2 separate regions of the Callithrix jacchus genome follow, and region 1 is linked to region 2. Evidence: chromatin contacts called from public Hi-C data. All regions are on one chromosome and are shown on one strand. The core of a region is the stretch at or near the end of the contact, and the rest is flanking DNA. Distances in the headings are between cores, read along the strand shown. Region 1 has its middle 38 kb from the start of ZNF202. Region 2 overlaps SCN3B (sodium voltage-gated channel beta subunit 3).

Region 1 (3,293 bases), core at 92-2,591, 59 kb before region 2:
AACCCCTAGAACCAAAAACCTGGGGGTCATCCTTAACTGCTCTTTTTCTCACACATTCTACATCCAATCTATCAGCAAATGTTATGGTTCCGTCTTTGTAAAAATCCAGAATCCTGCTACTTCTCTCCACCTGGACCCATCACGAGCCTGAGCCACCCTCACTTTTGGCCTGGGTCTCCCTGCTCCTTCCCTGAGCTCCTTACAATCTGTGTGGCCATGGAGATCATTTTAAACATAAATCTCATTGTGTCATTTCCCCTTTCAAAATGTTCCAACAGTTTCACATCAGATTTAAAATAAAATCCCAGCCAAGCATGGTGGCTCATGCCTATAATCCTAGCACTTTAGGAGGCTGAGGCAGGAGGATCCTTTGAATCCAGGAGTTCAAGACCAGCCCAGGAAACATAGCGAGATCCAGTCTCTAGAAAAAGTACAAAATTAGCCAGGGATAGTGGTGTGCAGCTGTGATCCCAGCTATTTGGGAGGCTGAGGTGGGAGGTTTGCTTGAGTCTGGGGAGAAAGGCCATGAGCCACAATCATGCCACTGCACTCAGCCTGGGTGACAGTGAGATCCCATCTCAAAAAAAGAGAATCCCAAGTCCCTACATGGTCTGTGTTGCCTCTACAACTCCATGTTACATCTGCCTTGCTCCTTGTACTCCAGGTACACTGGCTTCCTACTGCTCATCAGACATGCCATGCACGTTCTTGTCCCAGAACCCAGCACTCTCTCCTCCCTCTCCAGGGACACTCTCCCCCAGAGATTTCCAGAGCTTGCTCCTTGACTACATACAAGTGTTTTTCATTTCCTCAGGGAGACCTTTCCTGACACCCGGCTCAAAATAGCATTCCTGTCACTTTCTGGCTCCATATCATTATTTTCTTTGAGACGCTCAGCACTATCTCACATTATAGTATGTATTTATTTGTCTGACTGCTTAACTTCAAATCTCCCCTGACCCTTCAATTAAAACATTAATTTTCCAGGAGCAGGGAACATGACTCTTTTGTTTGCCACTGGATCTCTAATGCCTAGAACAGTGCCTGACACAGAAAAGGAACATGCTAATATTTTCTGAATGAATACATGAATGAATGATTGAAAGATTTCTAAGGGGTGGATGGCTGGGATGTAAAAGGAAAACTGTTAAAAGGGGCTGCCCTCTGCTTCCCCATCACAAACTCAAATCATTGTAGCAGTGATTCTTCCAAGCTTGAACACCCCTGCCTGCTTTAGCTGAATGTCAGCCAGAGGCAACAACTGCAGCCGCCCCCATCTCAGCTTTCCGACAACCTCCCAAGGAACGTGGGCAGGGAGGCCACGTGGCAGGAAAAGCAACCTAGGAGAACAGAGTTAGTAAGGGACTGTGTTTGTGTTATGGCAGCTGCTGGCACATGAAAACTCTATGCGTCAAAAGCAGTGTGACCTATTGGGATTCTCTGCAAGGAAAACCTGCATTTGTTGCCCTACTTGGAGCAGTAGTTGGAAAAGAGTGGAGCCACAAGGCCAATGCCATTCACAGCCCTTCCAAGGGCCTCCATGGTGCATGAGCCCAAGCCCAGTGCCTTCCTTCCACTTCAGACATCTTCTTTCCCACCACCCTACTAGCCCCAGAGAATAGCAGTATTTGCCCAGCGGCCAGTAGAAACCTACACAAAGTAGAGAAGCCATGTCGCATATTCATGAACAACCTGGATTTTAGAGGCAAGTGTCAATTAGAATTCCCAATGTGGATTGCTGGTGTGTGTACTTGAATGAGTCCTTATCCATAAAATCAAAATAATGTCTACCTCTTAGGAATGTTATGAGGAGAGAATGCTCTAGCCCAGCGCAGGACCAGCATGGTTATCTTTGGTTGGGCTTCATATAAGAATGGAGGGCAGGGAGGGAAGCAGTAATGCTTGCTAACATTCTGAGACGTGCCTGGCAGGGCAGTGAAGCCATAGAACCACAGAATGATGTGGTTCAAAAACGCTTTGGAGATTAAAAACAATTACCACAATAACAAAAAGAAACTTGCATTTTATCTAAGAAAAAAAAAAAAACATAATCAGGCCTAAAAAGATGAACTGATTTGCCCAGAATCATACAGCTAGTTAATGGCAAAGCCAGGGCTGGAGCCCAGACCTCAGACCTCTGTCCTCTGGCCCTTACTGTTGCTCCTTGGGATTTTCAACTGCCTGGTTGACTTGTGAGTCCTCCTGCCTCCTCCACTGCCCAGGCCTCTGAACCACACAGTTCAGGACCAGCTCTTACAGCAGATGAGCTCAGGCCCAGCCACAGCCTCACGAGGCCTGCAAGGACTCTGACCCCAACCCCGGTTCTCTGTTTTCTTTCTCCATCCATTATGGCCTATGAGCCCCAGACTCCTTGCTCCCTGCCCCTTCTCAGCAGAACACCTCAGTCAAGAGGCCCATTGGCCTGTTGTAAAGTAAAAGATTGCCTGGAGGTGAAATGCAGAGAAACTGTAAGGTCAATCTGAGATCCCTGTGCTCAGGTGGCAACAAAAGCATTCAAGGTAATGCATTTCCCCTCTTAGGTCTTTGTAGGACATGTGCCTCAATCTCTTCATCTATAAAATGGGGATGATAATATGAATTCTTTCGTAGGGTTTTTCTGAGATTGTGACTTGATACATGTAAAGCATTCATAGAAATATCTGGAAAAAGCAAATCTTCAGTATTATCTTATTATTAGAAAATTAGCCTCCCTCATTCCCCCTTGAAAATTGGAACAAGACAAGGATGCCCTCCCTCACCACTCTTATTCAACATAGTGTTGGAAGTTCTGGCCAGGGCAATCAGGCAAGAGAAAGAAATAAAGTGTATTCACATAGGAAGACAATTCAAATTGTCTTTGTTTGCAGATAACACGATCCTATATCTAGAAAACCCCATTGTCTCAGCTCAAAAGCTTCTTAAGCTGATAAGCAACTTCAGCAAAGTCTCAGGATACAAAATCAATGTGCAGAAATCACAAGCATTCCTATACACCAGCAACAGACAAGCAGAAATCCAAATCATGAATGAATTCCCGTTCACAATTGCCACAAAGAGAATAAAATACCTAGGAACACAGCTAACAAGGGAAGTGAAGGACCTCTTCAAGGAGAACTACAAACCACTGTACAAGGAAATAATTTTTCATATGCAGGTAGAAAAACATTCTATACACATGGATAGAAAGAATCAATATCATGAAAATGGCCACAATGCCCAAAGCAGTTTATAGATTCAATGCTGTTCCCATTAAACTAACACTGACATTCTTCACAGAGCTAGAAAAAACTATT
Region 2 (3,156 bases), core at 533-3,032:
TCTTACCATACAAACAATGCTGCGCACACTCTCTTACCATACAAACATTGCTGCGCACACTCTCTTACCATACAAACAATGCTGCGCACACTGTCTTACCATACAAAGAATGCTGCGCATACTCTCTTACCATGCAAACAATGCTGCGCACACTCTCTTACCATAGAAACAATGCTGCACACACTCTCTTACCATGCAAACAATGCTGCGCACACTCTCTTACCATGCAAACAATGCTGCGCACACTCTCTTACCATACAAACAATGCTGCGCACACTCTCTTACCATACAAACATTGCTGCGCACACTGTCTTACCATACAAACAATGCTGCGCACACTCTCTTACCATACAAACAATGCTGCACACACTCTCTTACCATACAAACAATGCTGTGCACACTCTCTTACCATAAAGTTATTTGCATTTGTGAACAGCTCCAAAATCAGAAAATTCTTTTTATATTGCATTAAACTTCTTTTTTTTCTTATAACTTTTGGGGTTGGGCAGAATCAAATTTCTCTTCCATCTGCCAGCCTTCAAATATTTGAAGACAGATATGTTCTTTGTCCAGGTAGGTAACTCAAGTCCTCACATTTGTTCCTCCCCAGACTTTATCTCCAGACCTTTCACCATCTCCCTTACCTCTGGGCTTGCACTCTTTGAACAACTTCCTTTTTTAAAATGTGACATCCTGAACTGATCATAATAGTCCAGATTTGTTCCAAAAGCAGTGCCGAGGAGCTACGCCTCCTTTCTCCTGCACACTGTACATCTGTTAATGCCGCCCACATTTGCACATGTTTTGCTGGCAGCCATGCTCTACTCGAGTTATTCTAAATTACCAAGCTGATATACTTGCCTCTTTTTAAAAAATAGATTTCAAGTTTCTAGAGGGCAGAAACTCAGTCCAGACTTCCGTGTGGCATGCAAGCTGTCCCACAGTCTGACCCCCCTCCAGTTTTTCCCTTGCCTCACTATACTCCTCTGCATAGAGCATTGCTCCAGCTTGATGGTCCGCTCTCCATTTTCCTCACTGCTGCTCCAGTCTCCACCGTGTGTCAGAATTACCTACAGTTTTCATGCAACACGACATAACTACATCTCTCCATGGCTTTAAAACATTTGATACTTCACACCGGAAGGGACACACAGAGGTCTTCCCAGCATGGGTCCTGCCTACCCTTCTAGCCTCACGTTTCACCATCCTCCTCTTTCTTTCTCCCTAGGCCAACTGGGAGTAAGTAACTGCCTGTCTTCTAGGAACAGAACACATCACGAGTGTGTTACTTGCTGTGGTCTGGTTTAATCACAGTTAGGAATATGTGTTCCCTATTAGATTATAAATGCATTTAGGACATGGTTAGTGTTTTGTTCATTTTTGCATTTCTATTCTAGCATCAGACCTGGCAGAGAGTGGATTTTAATGAATGGTAGTGGAATGAAGGGGATGGATGGTCGCTAGATAGGCACGTGCCCTGTCTCCCACTTGGGCTGTAAGACTTAGAGGGCAGGGCTCAAGTATAATATACTGTGGTGCATCTCCACTGCTTCAAAGGGAAGAATTTCAGTCCATGTCTGGATCATCTAGGTCTCCTCCCTCTAACTGTGTACATGTTCTGAGCCTGTACACTCAGGGAGCCCAGGTGAGGGTGTAGACACTTGCACATGGCTTTTATCAAGTTCATCTCCTGACTCTTCCTTCTCCGTCTCTCCTCCCTCCCTCCTTGCTCTCCATTGCCTCTCTCCTGTGCCCCCCTCCCCCGCCACACACCTGCTGTTCCTTCCCTGTCTGTCCTCTCTGCAGTCAGTGTCTGCTTCCCTGTGTGTGTGGAAGTGCCCTCGGAGACGGAGGCCGTGCAGGGCAACCCCATGAAGCTGCGCTGCATCTCCTGCATGAAGAGAGAGGAGGTGGAGGCCACCACGGTGGTGGAATGGTTCTACAGGCCCGAGGGCGGTAAAGATTTCCTTGTATGTTAGACTGCTGACTCTGGCCTTTCTTCTGCTGGCCTCTGCTGTTCTGAGCCTGGCTCCTGACAGCCTGGGGGATGCCAAGCTAGCAAACACTGGCTCTTTCTCTTTCGAACACTGACAGCTCCTCGGCAGATAACTGACAGCCTTAGTTTCGCCCAGCTTCTGTGAAAGAAAGGGCACTGGGCCAGCAGTAAGCACCGTTGGTGATAGGCCGGGGAAAGCAGAGAAAAGAGATAATAAGCTATATTTAAAGCCTACTATGTGACATGAGCCCTACCAGGCATTTTGCAGCTGTTTTCATGTAACCTTCTGCGCAATCCTATTATATGGTTTAAATTAATAAAGAAACTGGAATAACACAAAGCATCATTATGTGAAATAACAAAGGTTGGCTCCTTTAACTCCCACAATCCCAGTGAAATAGGAATGACCAAGAGTGATCCAAGGGTGATATTCACCTGGGACACCCAGTATAGCAACATCAGCCAGTAAACTATTTTAGACAGTTCTCCCATGGATACTTGATGTGCCCAGTCTCCTAAGTGGCTGAACCCCCAGACCTCTCTGTGATTTGGAAACCAAGAGATTCACTCCTGGCAGAGCAAGGAGTCTTCTGGATTCTATTCCCGCACCATAACCAATGTCAGTTCTGCTTGGTTGGTGCCAGTGGCAAAGTGGTTGTCACATTTTTTTCTCTCTTTCTCATTTGAGACAGAGTCTCCCTCTGTCACCCAGCTGGTGTGCAGTGGTACAATCTAGCTCACTGCAACCTCCGCCTCCCAGGTTCAAGCAACTCTCCCACCTCAGCTTCCTCTGTAGCTGGAACTACAGGCATGAGCCACCATACCCAGCTAATTTTTGTATTTTTAGTAGAGACAGGGTTTTGCCATGTTGGCCAGGCTGGTCTTGAACTCCTGACCTCAGGTCAGCCACACAGCTCAGCCTCCCAAAGTGCTGGGATACAGGCGTGAGCCACCGCACCAGGTCGGTTGTCATACATTTTGAATACTACCTTGGAGATGAGCATTATTTACTCCTTCACTGACTCTGGAGCCAGGTTGCCTGGGTTTGACTCTTGACTTCACACTTACTACCTCTGTGTCCTCGGACATGTTGGTCAACCTTTCTGTGCCTCAGTTTCCTCATTTTTAAAGTGGGGATATAAAGCATAGCCAAATTATAG

What was found. Hi-C and Micro-C count contacts between places; a contact is called where the count stands out from the background.
Region 1: a Hi-C map of induced pluripotent stem cells shows a contact between it and region 2, with 2.7 times the contacts expected there. The contact joins two enhancer-like sites. A contact is called at or near these places in 3 of 3 Hi-C or Micro-C datasets (induced pluripotent stem cells and skeletal muscle).

What each region holds. Positions count from the first base shown.
Region 1 is chr10:23,334,564-23,337,856 of calJac240_pri, reverse strand. No RefSeq gene overlaps it. Among named protein-coding and RNA genes, the nearest start is that of ZNF202, 38 kb to the left of the region's middle. Within about 2 kb of position 1,341, at least 3 of the 16 cell types and tissues checked have an H3K27ac peak or open chromatin away from gene starts, as enhancers often do.
Region 2 is chr10:23,276,252-23,279,407 of calJac240_pri, reverse strand. SCN3B (sodium voltage-gated channel beta subunit 3) reads left to right here. Exons shown (of 7, transcript XM_009007020.5): 3 at 1,807-1,970. Among named protein-coding and RNA genes, the nearest start is that of SCN3B, 16 kb to the left of the region's middle. Within about 2 kb of position 1,782, at least 2 of the 16 cell types and tissues checked have an H3K27ac peak or open chromatin away from gene starts, as enhancers often do.